Linked DNA regions of Mus musculus: region 1 is linked to region 2. Evidence: chromatin contacts called from public Hi-C data. All regions are on one chromosome and are shown on one strand. Each heading gives the region's core, a stretch centred on a gene start, on an enhancer-like site or on the middle of the called end of the contact. The rest is flanking DNA. Distances are from core to core; before and after follow the strand shown.

Evidence for each region. Hi-C and Micro-C count contacts between places; a contact is called where the count stands out from the background.
Region 1: a contact with region 2 is called in a Hi-C map of cortical neurons, with 4 times the contacts expected there. The contact joins two enhancer-like sites. A contact is called at or near these places in 6 of 484 Hi-C or Micro-C datasets (the HL-1 cell line, the N1E-115 cell line, cerebellum and 3 more), 1 of 115 datasets of contacts at active chromatin or transcription factors (embryonic forebrain) and 1 of 9 other capture datasets (adipose tissue).

The regions. Positions count from the first base shown.
Region 1 is chr6:119,344,353-119,351,064 of GRCm38.p6, reverse strand. Cacna2d4 (calcium channel, voltage-dependent, alpha 2/delta subunit 4) reads right to left here. Exons shown (of 38, transcript NM_001033382.3): 32 at 6,485-6,537; 33 at 5,969-6,021; 34 at 5,615-5,635; 35 at 3,814-3,931; 36 at 2,227-2,339; 37 at 1,888-1,970; 38 at 1-1,034. The coding sequence ends at 930. Among named protein-coding and RNA genes, the nearest start is that of Lrtm2, 17 kb to the right of the region's middle. Within about 2 kb of position 2,639, at least 17 of the 459 cell types and tissues checked have an H3K27ac peak or open chromatin away from gene starts, as enhancers often do. A contact at or near this core is called in cortical neurons, where this site is marked.
Region 2 is chr6:118,850,674-118,857,478 of GRCm38.p6, reverse strand. All of the region lies in intron 3 of Cacna1c (calcium channel, voltage-dependent, L type, alpha 1C subunit), which reads left to right. It overlaps 1700080F18Rik (a long non-coding RNA gene), which reads right to left. Exons shown (of 2, transcript XR_003956354.1): 2 at 4,499-5,241. Among named protein-coding and RNA genes, the nearest start is that of 1700080F18Rik, 13 kb to the right of the region's middle. Within about 2 kb of position 5,163, at least 13 of the 459 cell types and tissues checked have an H3K27ac peak or open chromatin away from gene starts, as enhancers often do. A contact at or near this core is called in cortical neurons, where this site is marked.

The DNA.
Region 1 (6,712 bases), core at 1,390-3,889, 500 kb before region 2:
CACGGGCGTGTGTGTGTGTTCACTTGGGCATTGTGGCAATGATTATGTGTTGTTTCCAGCCTCCAGGACTTTCCCCAGCAACAGTCTGGTTTCTTTTGTACATTGTGAGCCACAGAAAGCCCACTATGGCTCTTGGAGACCTCACCTGGCTCCTTCCTTTAGTCTGTGAGGCGCGAGTCTCGGTTCTGCTTTTTCTCGCCACCTCCTCAGGATCATGCCTGTCCAGTGCCACACTGGTGCTTGGCCCAGTGCAGCAGCTGCAGAGCTCATCCTAAAAGCTTTTCTTTCCCTTTCTGAGATTATAATTACAGCATTTATCCCTTCCCTTCCCCTCCACCTCCTCCCATACACCCCTGCCCGCTCTCCAGATCATTAGTGTAAAAAGGTTGAGACTCTTCAGAGGTAGCTAATGACAGCTCGCAGGACTTAATATCCATTGCGTTCCTATTGTTTCCGTTTGTGCTGGGATTGAAAGTGTGAACCACCACGCCCAGCTTCCTTTCCATTTCTTCCCTCCTCTTCTGGTCCCTTCCCTAGTCTTTTGTCTCTCCCTCTGCCTGTCCTCTGCACTATCTGATGGATAAAAGCACCTTCCCTTTGGTGGCAAGCACACTCTTGCCACAGCCTCTACATGGGCCTCGCCGCTCAATTCCAGCCTCCAGAACTCCTCGGATCAGCAGATCAGCCAGGGAAATGGGTGACCCTTTGGTAAACTGGAGTAATGAACTTCTGTCCTTCCTTCACTTGAGACAAGAGTAGAAGACTTGAAGAGCCTTGGAGATCCCTCTAGCAATCTCTAAGAAGCAGAGACTTGTAGCCCCAGGACTGAAACAGGAGACATCCCACAGCAGTGAGGGGCCTTCATAAGCCGGTAACTTTGTAGAATGTCCTGTAAGGTCCCCCTTCTGCGAAAGTCAGATGGGATGGAGTCACCACAGAAGCTGGGGTGGAAGCAGCCAGGCCCCCAGTGATAGCAGGAGCAGAGGGGATGAAGGCAGAGTGTCTGAAGCACCGCCACAGTCCTGGGCATTCTCCTAAAAAGCCAGAGGGGTAAGGAGCATTAGGAGAGAGGTGGCCAAGGTCTGGCATGTACAGCATGGGTGCACACAGACAAAATAAGAGCCTGCTTCCAGCCTCGCCTGGAGATGGCGAGGTTTCAGATTCTCCCCCCCCCCCCCCCCCGCGCCCCAGACAGGGTTTCTCTGTGTAGCCCTGGCTGTCCTGGAACTCACTCTGTAGACCAGGCTGGCCTTGAACTCAGAAATCCGCCTGCCTCTGCCTCCCCAGTGCTGGGATTAAAGATGTGCGCCACCACGCCTGGCTCGGCGAGGTTTCAAAGATGAGAAGAAACCTGCCTTTCTTCAATCTTCTAGGGACAGTAGAGACTACTTGCTTAAATCTTTAGGGCCTTCCTCTCATAATTGTGTGGAACAGCTGTCATCTCCAGGAGCCCCTCTAGGGAGGTAGTTTGTAAAGGCAGCCACACCCAGCAGAGACTGGGTAGTAAGGTCCCTGGCTTAGGGGTTAATAGATACCAGTCGCTATTGTCATTAGCTAAGTCATGGTAAGTAGCGCTGAGGTGTCTCAGAAGTCAGGAAGGATGTGAGGGGAAGCTTACTGGGCTCCAGGCCCTAGAAGTACAGATGCCCTTGGGTCCTTTTCCCTTTCTCTCTGTCTGCTTTCCTTTGCCCCTCCCCCTCCCCCAACTGACCTGGAACATCCTTGCTTGCCACTGCTCCTTATTCTGTGTATCACACAACATCATTGTGGATGCAGGGCTCCCCCAGCATGATAGACACATAGTCCAGAAATACTCATGTCCCAAGAAGCCACACACAGGACAAAACTAGGGGTCAAAGGCCAAGCCTCTTAGTTCATAGCCCGCACCTCTGGATGGAAGGCATGGCAGGAGCCTGGTCGTCTCCGGGGCTTCTGGGAGCGCATCCTGTCACACTTGACAGAGGCATTATGTGCGGAGCTCACTGTCAAGGTACAACTCTCCACAGTTCCAGAGATCCTGAAGGTCAAGATCTGTGAGGTCAGTGGCCCAGCAAGCAGGTACAGGCTGGGCCGCTCCCTCCCCCTCCCCCTCCTCCCTCCTCCCCCTCCCCCATCATGGTGCTGGATGCAAGGGAGGACAGTGAGAAGCTGGACTCTGCAACCCAAATCTGAGCTGCTCTATGATCTCTCAGCCACCCCCTTCCCCTTGGAGGGTGGGAAGGATATATTTGACTTCTGTGGCCTCCTGGAGGATGGGAGAGTGGGCGCTGCAGTCACAGGTGCGGTCTGTCACGAGCAGGAGCAGGTTGCTTCGGGGAATCTGTTGCATCACGAATGTCCTGCAGCAGAGAGGGCAATGGGCTCTGAGTCGCAGGAAGTGCAGCCTCCAGGAGAAGTTCTCTGGGGAGAGACCTTCTGGAGCCCTGGGAAGGACAGGCAGTCCCAGGAATATTGAGACCAATAGCTCAGTACTTTTACATGAACCGTCACAATGCCACCCCTCCATTCCCAGTAGCCTGGAGAGGGTGAAGAAGGAGCTGTCATTAACACCCACAGGGATCATTTCCAGCAAACAGGCATATTACCTCTGTTAGAGCCAGAGAATTTGCAGTTCTGGGCTTGGCCACAAGATGGCACCAATGCTCCTATATATAGCTTGGGTTGGGGGGTAGGAAAAGGTCTTTATGTGTTACATACACAGCTAGGAAGGTTATCACCAAGCATTTTGTATGGGGTGGGTGATGTTAGACACACACAAGTAAGTATATAGCACACATATAAACTCACATGTGGCCATTACACCATTATGTGAACTTGGTATAGTTCCCATTGTGCACAGGACAAAACAGGCTAGAAGCTTGTCTGCAGTTAAGACTAGAGATGGAAAGGATCAAAGGCAGAGTCAAGTCTGTCTGCTGGGAAGCCCTTCTTCTCTACTATCCCCTCAATGGTTCCTTAAAGCCCGACATAAGCACGCCAATAGTGTTAGCCCCAGGAAGGCTGCTGTATGTGTACTTAAGATGTTACACATGATGAAGAGGCGGCAACCTAGATCTGTCTAGCGCCACAATCTGAGCTTACACAATAGTTGGCCTAGCTCTTTGGTTCCCCAGACATCCTGGTGGCCCCAGTAAGCTGCAAGACTGGCCAAGGGAGGTCCCTGGAGGTACTGTCCTCCTGGGTTGGGACAGATGCCTCTAGGTTGGTTTCTTCAAAGTTTAGCGTGGGAAGTCAGTAGGTGTGGCCTTCCAAGCTGGTCTGGATGAAGCTAGGGACTTTTACCCAGGAGCTAGCCTGACTGGATTCTGCTTAGAAATTCAAGACTTGGCCTGGCGATGCCCCAGGCTCTGACAGCTCCAACCAAGGCTCCTACTCCTACCCTGTGCCTTTGCTGAGAACACCCCAGTCCTGCACATAGTTCCTGCTCTGTACGGGGCAGAACGTCCTGCCTCTTTCCCAGCCTGTCACATAAGTGTTCAAGGCCCTGACGCTACCTTGCTCTGAGCGGAGGGGAAGCAAGCCTGCAGGGGTTTCCAAGAGAGACCCCGTGGCCTTGGACTTCGACTCACTGACTTGGGAATTGGTCTCTGGATCCTTGGCCCTGTGTCTCCTAAAGCAGACAACCAAACTGTCCACACCCACTCCCCTCCCCTCTGCTCCAGTCTGGGTTTTTGCTGCACTGAAGATCAGGATACCGAGAAGGGCAACTCCTCTCTGAGATGAAAGGGACTCCTTTCCTCCTGTGGAGACTTTCCTATGGGTGCCAAGGGCAAGACGCCGTTGGCCGGATTCCGTGGCTGCCTGGAGACTTACTTCTGGCAGCCCCCACACTCGATGATGCCATTGGCTTCCTGGATGGCCGTCTGATGCACGAACACTGGGTACTCTGTGTCACAGGGGTGCAGCAGGTCCTGCTTCTTGTGCTTGTGGGCTGTGGGTGACAGAGGAATGTGTGTGAGGAGGGTTACCACACATCACAGAAGGCCTTAGGGAACCCATCTACAAGGGTTGGGGATACAGCGGACCAGCACTCGGCAAAGGGTACAGCAGAGCGTGGAGGCCCTGCCACGCTGCTGTAGAGAGTAGAGGCCTTGCCCTGGCTCTGCTATGCTGCTGTGGAGTGTGGAGGCCCTGCTGCGCTGTTGTGGAGTGGGGAAGCCCTGCTACACTGCCATGTTGCCCTTCCCAGGGCCCTTGAGATTTATCCCCGGGCACTCGTGGGCACCTCGCAGCACTGAGGTCCTGATGCATCAACACACTTTACCCTTTACAGCCCAGCAGGGAAGGAGGAGAGGGAAGGAAGGCAGCAGGAACCATATTAAACACCCAGAAATGGGGTGCAATCAGGACGCTGCTTTTGCAAGGTCACACAAGGAGTGAGGAGGAGAGTCACAGGTCTCCATGCCTGGACCCGGACGCTTCCCTCACAGACAATGAGGCTAAGAGGAGAGGCAGGCTTCAGGCTAAACAGTTCCTGTGGGCTGGGAGAGCAGACGGGGTTCAGCCAACTTCACTTCCTGTTCATGCTACTGGGCACCTGGCGTCAGAGGCTGGAAGCCTCAAACAGGGCTCTCCTACTAGGCTTAAGGTTGGGCTATTTTCCTGTCATTGGAGAGGGCATTCCGTTGCTGAAACCTATCAGAGTCACCAGTGGCAGGACCAGGTGGCTTCCTTGAGGTGTCCTGGCAGAAGGGACTTACGGAGCATGCAGGCGGGAGGAGCATGACTGACTGCATCCTGAGGCTAACGTGAGTGAGCAGACTGTAACACACAGCTTCTGTCACGATTCCAGCAAGGCCCCGTGAGAACTGCTGGAGGTGACTTCCCACCACAGCCAGGAATCATGAAGGAGACCAGATCCAGGAAGTGTGAGCCCAAGGACCTGCCTTGGTCAGTAGCAACCAGAGGGGTGGAAGGGAAACGAAGCGGGTTGGGGGGGGGGCATCGTTTGTATAAGAAAGCCAAATGAGGCAGTGGGAGCCTTCTTGGTACCAGATATCCAGAACCCTGAGACTGTTGAGCAGGGTGGGCTGAAGGCAGGCATCTTTATGGCTTAGGAGCCCCACATCTCCAGGACCCAGGTGCCATGTGTGTCTCTTGGTTTGTAAAGAACAGATGTCCTTTCCCAGGCTGACAGCAAGCATCAACAGCAGCTGGGACAAAGTTTCCCTTTGCTTTGTGTTAAGGCCACCTCAGCCTGTCATTGTCTTTGAGGTGCTTTGGCCTTAGGCACAATTTCTTTCGTTCAAGTGTTGAGCCTTGTCGAGGCTGGCAGATACCTGGGCACAGGTGACAATGCTTTTGTCTCTGGGGTGACCTAGTAGCATCTCCGCTACATAACTGGAGCCTCTTGAGAGGAGATGGCTGTTTCCTAAGGCAGGGCTGTACTTAGACGGCTGGAACTCTGTCTTTCCTTTCTTCCCAGAAAGGAAAGGGCTTTAAAGTGGATTAAGGGTTTGGGGACCCTCCCAATCAAGGAGTGTCCTAGGATAAAGGACCAGATAAAGAACTCAGCTTGTCTGTGCTCACTCCCTGGGTTCAGGCTTAAAGGCGAGCCTGTGTGGCTCCCTGGTATACCCGGATACGGTAGGATCTTTCAGTCAGAATTACTTACAGTGATGGAAGACAGATTTGGCTGCTCAGGGCATGAGCCCACCACAGGGTTGGACATGGCACAGGAAAGGCACAGGACCACATGAGGGCAAGATGATGTCATAGGGTGGCAATGATGTCATAGGGCGGTGATGATGTCATGAAGCAGTGATGATGTCACACGGAGCGAAGGTGTTCAGAGGTGATGTGACGTCACACACAGAGGTAAGGGAGCCCGGAGTGAGGGGGAGGAGATGAATGAGATGAGATTATGAACATGAACATTTCGACACCCACCCTGCTGTCACTGACCCCAGACAAAAGCCTTCCAAGGAGCTTACCAAAGTGCTGCCCACAGCTGCCTCCTCGCACTTACCCTCTGACCCTTTGTCCTGCCAAGATCCCCAGGCACTCCACTCTAACAGGAATCTGCAGGATACAGAACACCGTCTTGGGGGCTGGCTTGTGTGGGTCTTGAGATGCCATTGCATCTAGCTGCCACCTGCAGGGACCTGTCTTTCCGCATGAGGGCATGAGTGACAGAGGAGATCGGGTGGTGTGGCATGCCTCCCTCTTCCCTTGGCCAGGGAGCCAGGCTATCTTCTAGGTCACTGGCTGCCATTTTAAGGATATCCTCATGCTCTGGTCTCCATATGCAAGGGAGTCCCCTCCTACCTGTCACCCCTAATCATGACCCAGTCCTCCCACAAAGGGAGTTCTCTTCACTTTGGACCCCACCCCCCCCAACCCACGATTCATGCCCCATCTACAATGAGCCCTCTCCTTTGATCCCAGTCTCATGATCCAGCTCATGGTTCAGGAACTTCTTCCTTCTCCTGACCCCCCCACCCCCACCCCGGTATGGGCGGTTCTTCACTTAACCCCTACTCACAGGAGACATTCATGCAGTAGCCACCTGGCCACCATCAAGAAGGCAGAGAGAGGCTGGAGAGAGCAGAACTACTTCAGGGAAACAGCAGGTGATGTCACCAGAGCCACCCTCCAGATCCCACCTGCCTGTCCCCGCAGAGGGAGCTCCAAAGCAGAGTGCTCCTTCTGCATGACAGCCACCCTGCACAAGAGCCTTGTGTAGGTCAGACACCCCACAGTGGGCTTTGAC
Region 2 (6,805 bases), core at 3,914-6,413:
GGCTATGAGTTTGAAAATAAGCAAGGAGGGATATACAGGAGGCTTTGGTAGAGGAAAGGAAAGGAGAAATGATATAATCATATTAAAATGTCAAAAAGAAAAGAAAAACCTAAGATTTAAAGAATTAGGTTAAAACTAAAATCCATCCATTTTCTATACGAGACATACAGGAGACTAAGTGATTGGGGAGGGGCCTAGAGAGGTTGTTCAGTGGTTAGCACATCTTCTGCTCCTCTTCTGGCCTCTATGAGCATCTGCGTGCATGTGTACACACATACACATGCGTGCATGCACACACACACACACACACACACACACACACACACACACACTTAAAAATAAAAACAATCTTCAAAACTCGAAGTGATACAGAAAGCCCTAAAATTAGACTAATTAGTTAGGAAATAATTTATGACTAGATTTGGTAACTGTACCATGAAGCTGGTGCTATGAAATAAATTATGTTACCTTAGGAACTTCAAAAATAATAATAACAAAACAAAATTAACAAGGAAACAAAGTAACACACATTGAAGAGATTTTAAGATGAAGACAATTATTGCTAGTAATTTTATACGCTAATAAATATTAAAAACCAACTTTAGGTAAACACATAAAGGTGCCTGCTGTCAAGCCTGAGTTAGGTCCCAAGGACCCACATGGTAGAAAGATAGAAGTGACTACAGCCAAGCTGTCTTCTGTATCTTATGTGCGTGCTGTGGCCTGCATCAATGCACAGACATGCATGTGCACACATACAAATAGCTAAGTAAATAGGCAATGCATATTTTCTAAAAAAAAAAAAATACTAGAAATATGTGTGTGTGTTATACACACACACACACACACACACACACACACACGCATGCATGTGTGCATGTACACACACATACACACTCTTAAAAATAAAAACAAGCTTCAAAACTTGAAATGATACAGAAAGCCCTAAAATTAGACTAATTAGGTAGGAAATAATTTATGAATAGATTTGATAACTATACCAAGAAGCTGGTGCTCAGTCAGGTCAAAAAACAAGCACTTTCTGTTTTATCTCATGTGAGGGTCCTAGCTTCAAATCTTTACGTTTGTGTATTTAGCACAGGGGGTTAACACACAGAAGCTCAGAAACAGGCCAGTGGCAGGAAGGAGGATTAGGGAGCAGAGGAAGTAGAATATATGCAAAGTGAACACAGAGAGGCTGACACTGGAGACACAGGCTTCAGCAGGAGATGGAGTGTCAGGGGTGGGAAATGGGGGACGGGAAGGTGTTGATCTACTCAGGTGTGCAATAGGAACCTCATGGAAACCTATGATCTTGTGATCCAAATGTGAAAATAGAGTAAGAGGAGCTCTTAGAACATGCCGAATGAAAGGACAGAGAACCCCGGGGGTAAAGGTCAGGTGGGGATGGGCACAGGGAATGGGGAAAAGGAAAGGAAGAGGGCGTCACTAAAATACGGGCTATGGAGAAGCCTTTATGATATCCCACTAATTTGAAAGCTAATTAAACTTTTTTCTAAAAGGGGGGAAGGGGCTTTGAACAAAAATACTTCACACCGGTGAACAATGCTTATCCCAGAAGACAGGGATTACAAAATGAAAGTCTCAGTGCCCCACATGGGTCGCCTCCCTACGAGGTAATGATTAAAGGAATTCCCAGAGGCTTCTGCACCAGTTAGTTATCCTCTGTAACTAGATGGCAGGACCCCACTGAGGAAGATACGCCACAATTTGGTTGTAGGACACAGAGAAATCAATCTTGAATTGATCAGGAAACTCTTGTTTTTTTGTTGTTGTTGGGTTTTTTGTTTGTTTGTTTGTTTGCTTGTTTTTTCAAGACAGGGTTTCTCTGTGTAGCCCTGGCTGGCCTTGAACTCAGAAATCCCCCTGCCTCTGCCTCCGGAGTGCTGGGATTAAAGGTGTGCACCACCACGCCCGGCTCAATCAGGAAACTGTTTAAACTGGCTATACTTCAGGGCTGGAAGGTGTTATCCACGCCATTAGGGGAGAAAGGGCACCAATGGTTTTTCTGTAGCTGGACTACTATACTGAACTGCCACACAAGATGTGCCTATTGGTGCAATGCTGGCTCAGGAGGCAGAGGCAGGTGGATTTCTGAGTTCGAGGCCAGCTTGGTCTACAGAGTGAGTTCCAGGACAGCCAGGGCTACACAGAGAAACCCTGTCTCACCCCACCACCACCACCACCAAAAAAGGGACTGTCTATGGGGTAACTGTAAACAATAGTTTGGGTTGGGCTGATGGGATGTGAGACCTACTCCACAGAAGGAGTTTTATACCTGGTATCACAAACATGGTCAAACATCTAGAAAGATGGACCAGAAAGGCATACAAGAGGATGGGAAAGGATGCTGTGAGATGCTGTCCTCCAGACATGACAAAGCTATTGGTCGTGTGAATTCCCAGCAGCTGTGGTTGCCTTCATAAGACCTGTATAACATGAAGCCAGTCAGAATCTTCCAGCATGTGAGAGGCAGGGCTCCTGGAGTTGTCACCCTTAGCTGAAGAGCTAAAGGCAGTTGATAGTTGCTGGGAGGAGGGACAGTCACTTTTCTTTAGGAGGGTGGCCCCTGGTAGATTCCCAGTGTCACAGTGGATGACCCTACACACATGGTTATGGGCAGCACCCATATGAACTCGTTGAGCTGTTTTTTTTTTTCCTAAAAAAAGAAATCCATTTCAAGTCAAGAACAGATTTTTAGTAATGAAACTCCAGAGGCACTCTGTTTAACATCAGGATCAAAAAAGGTTTGTATACTACACCAGTGCTGACTGGTGTTCTAAAAGGTCTGGAGGGGGCCAGTGAGATTGCAGGCAGCGCAGAAAAACATGACTGAAAGTGCCAGGAGAGATGACCTCAAGTGTGGACAACAAATTTATTAAAATGAAAGGTGTTCAGGGTAACTCAGTGTGTAGTTCCGGTTTAGGAACGTCGGTCAGAGGCAGCAGATCGGCATCACCTCATGATGGGCAAAGTACACATGCTAGGTACCTGCAGTAGACCATCACGGTTGGTCTCCACAACAGACCAGATTGAAATAACCAGCAATCAATGTGTGACACAGACAACTAGACTGTGGCGTGAGGGTGTCTTCTCTGGGCACCTGTATGGCTAGTGGGAAGCTATGATAAAGGGCAGGCAGGGCCCCAGGGTTGGTGAGGAAGGGTTCTGGGTTGACAAGTACTTAGGCAGAAAACCGCTTCTCAGGCTGACCAGGGACATTGACCCAAAACAAACCACCGATGGATTAAAGAGACGAATGTAACGTAAATGCAAAAGCTGTAAGAATAGAAAGAGAGCATTAAACTAGTCACAGCATTAGCAGAGTCTTTTAAAACATAAACCTAAGGTGAGACATTAAGGTAAACATTAAACAAATATATAAAACTTAAAACATAAAACACAGGAAAGTGGGCTGAAGACATGGCTCAGCCGTTAAGCGCACTGACTGCTCTTCCAGAGGTCCTGAGTTCAATTCCCAGCAACCACATGGTGGCTCACAACCATCTGTAATGGGATCTGACGCCCTCTTCTGGTGTGTGTCTGAAGATAGTTACAGTGTATGTATGTGTGTATATATATATATATATATATATATATATATATATATATATATATATATCTTAAAAAAACAAAAACAAAACCAGGAAAGTTACAGAAAATATGAAAGGCAGAAAGGCATGTACAAAGTGGAAGAGAATCTTCCACACAGTGGAGACAGATGGTCAGTACAGCTGCTTACAGACCCTAGAAACAGCAAGAAAAATGGTGGGTCCCATTGTTTGGTAAGAGGCATAAACAGGTTTATTCACAAACTGTGAGCTGTATAATCAGCAGTGTGTGTGTGTGTGTGTGCGTGTGTGTGTGTGTGTGTGTAGGTATTTGGTTAATGTCACTAGTAAAACAGAAAAATATATTAAAGATTCAGTTTTTCATGTATTAGATTGCCATTGATGTTTTAAATCATTGTATAATAGCAGAACCTGTGATAAAGAAGGTTCTCATATACAGTGGTCCAAAGAGAGAAAAGCTATAACCTAACTCAAAAGTAGACTTTGTGAAATGTTCCTACTCTTTACCAGTCATTCTCCTTCCAAGAATCTGGACTAAGAAACTAGATTGGTATTTTATGTATAATGTTGTTCATTGCAGCGTTATGTAAGACAACAGCCAAGAAAGAAAGAACGTACTATCAGGAGGTGCTTAAATCAATCAGTAAATGTTACCATTTGTACGAGCTGATAAAATTGTTTCAAAGCCGACGAGTTGAAATGTTCATTTTATATTAATAGTAAAATATAAAACATATGGAGTACACTCATAAAGTTTAAAAAGAGAATAATTGTACAGAGTGCCATATTTTCAATTTTACATGAGGATAAATTTAATGGTATATGAATAAAAAATCCAGAACAGAAGAACTAGGGGATAAATTTATTATTAGAAATGTAAAATTATATGCTCGAGTTCCAAAACATAAATAGAAGAGGACTTTAATTACAGCATTATTTAAAAGACCAGGGCATTTTGCTGTATGGACCAGGTGATGTGACTGTAGCAGAACAAAGTGTCCTTGAGGGCTGTTCCTAGTATCCAGGCAGCCGGGGGCCACAGCTCCCATGCTCTGTGCAAGCCAAATATGGCTGGGATATTTTCTTCCAAGCTTCTGGTGGTCTTGTTTGATCATAGGCAGGGAGGGATCCTGCAGGGTCAACTAGAAACCTTGTTATATCAGAACTACAAAGGAAGTTATAGATGTTTACCCTGGAGACAGGGGAATTAGGGAGCAACATTTCACTGACTGCTAGTGTGTACAAGAGGAAGAAAATTGTAAACGGTTGCAGAAAGCAGAACTGGTGTTCCTGGTTGGTTCATCATGCAAAGGGCTGAGCTTGGTGGGTCCAGCAGCATCATTAGGGAGGGATGACAGCAGGCTTAACCAGGAAGAAACTGGACAGGAAGGTCTTATGCCTCTTCCCCCTGTGCGAGTATGTGATCCCTGCTGATGGCTGACCTGATGATGCCCAAGTAGGTTGAAAGACGAAAGTGTGGAGGATTGCAGACTGTTCAAGCCCGTGGGCCTCAACTCGCCTTTGCAGGATTCACCTGCCAAGCTTGTTCACACGGACTGCTGGACCTACCCCAGAGTTTCTGAGTCACAGGGCTGGCGGGAGATGTCTGGATTTGCATTTTAAATAAGTTTTCTGGTGCCATGACTGCCTGAAAAAAAATATCACATTTTGGGACCCAAGCTTCAGGCCAATTGCAACAAATAAACTTGCTCAAGTTTATACTAGCACTTACTGGTGTAGACAGCCCAGCAACAGTCTGTGGCATTGGGGAGGGTTGGGGGTGGGGGAACAGGCTGGAGAAGCACTTCCTCTGTTATCTCTAACTCCTGGAAGACATTCTTGCAGTATGTGGCAAGTGCTGTCAACTGTTCGGTAGCCCATTCTTCCCAGACCCACTTTTCTGCCCTGACACTGGGGCAGTCCTACTACCACACCAAACCCATAGCCACTGATTATTAAGGATGAGAACTGGCATCCTTTTCTGGCCTTTTAGGAACAGCATTCTTCCCTACCATGCATGAAGAGATGGAGTCTTTGGTTTAGAGCAGTGACTCTCAACCTTCCTAATGCTGTGACCCTTTAATACAGTTCCTCATGCTGTGGTGACCCCCAACCATAAAAATATTTCATTGATTTCGTTGCTACTTCATAACTGTAATGACTCATAATGTGAATATCTGATACATGGGATAGCTGATGTGAGAACCACAGGGTGAGAACCACTGATCTAGAACATCAGGATGAAGGAATGCATATTGTTGGCTGCTGTTGGCTGCTTCTCATGACCTGGGAAGGAAGCCTTTCTCAGGAAAGCGCCTTGTTCTGACCACAACAGATGTAGGTTTGCTACAATGTAGAGAGCCACAGATAGGGCCCCAAAGGTTGATAGTGATACAGTAACTCTCAGTGTCCCTGAGAATTTTAATGAAGATGTGTGGTCCCTGCGATCCTCTCCATTCAAACTGAGCCTCATGTATTTGAGTTTTCAGCTAATTGGTTTAGGAAAATATCCCTGTGCCCACCCCCACAGCTCCTGCTGCTCTCTTTCCCAGCTTATGGTGTAAAGTGTGAGCAGACTGTGTGCTTAACACACTTTGGAGTCTGTTGCTATGGTGCTGGGGAGGAATCTGGTTCTCATAGCAACATCAGGTTGACTTGATGCACCTCAGACCATTGGCAGAGCGCGGTGGGCAGTGGCTTATGAGATCCCCAGTTAGTTTGGGACTGATGGAACTTAGTGTGCTGAAAAGTGTTCTCTTTGCCCACAGCCCATCCACCCCTTCCTGCCTGCACACCTCTCCCCTATATCACTCAAATAATCATAATAACATAAGAATAGAGGCTCTCCCCCTGTCTTTCTCTCTTTGTGTGTGTGCGCGAGTATGCGTGTGTGTGTGCGCGCGCTTTGGTAAACCACAAAAATAAACCAAAGTGGGGCTGGAGAGATGGCTCAGCAGTTAAGAGCACTGACTGCTCTTCCAGAGGTCCTGAGTTCAAATTCCCAGCAACCACATGGTGCTCACAACCATCTGTAACAAGATCCGTTGCCCTCTTCTGGTGTGTCTGAAGACAGCTACAGTGTACTCATATACATAAAATAAATTAATAATAAAAAAGAATAAACGAAAACATTACTTTGATGCTGTCATCAGATTAAGCTGTCATTTGAGTTCTCACTCCCCGTTGCAAGGCCAATCCCTGCACTGGCATGC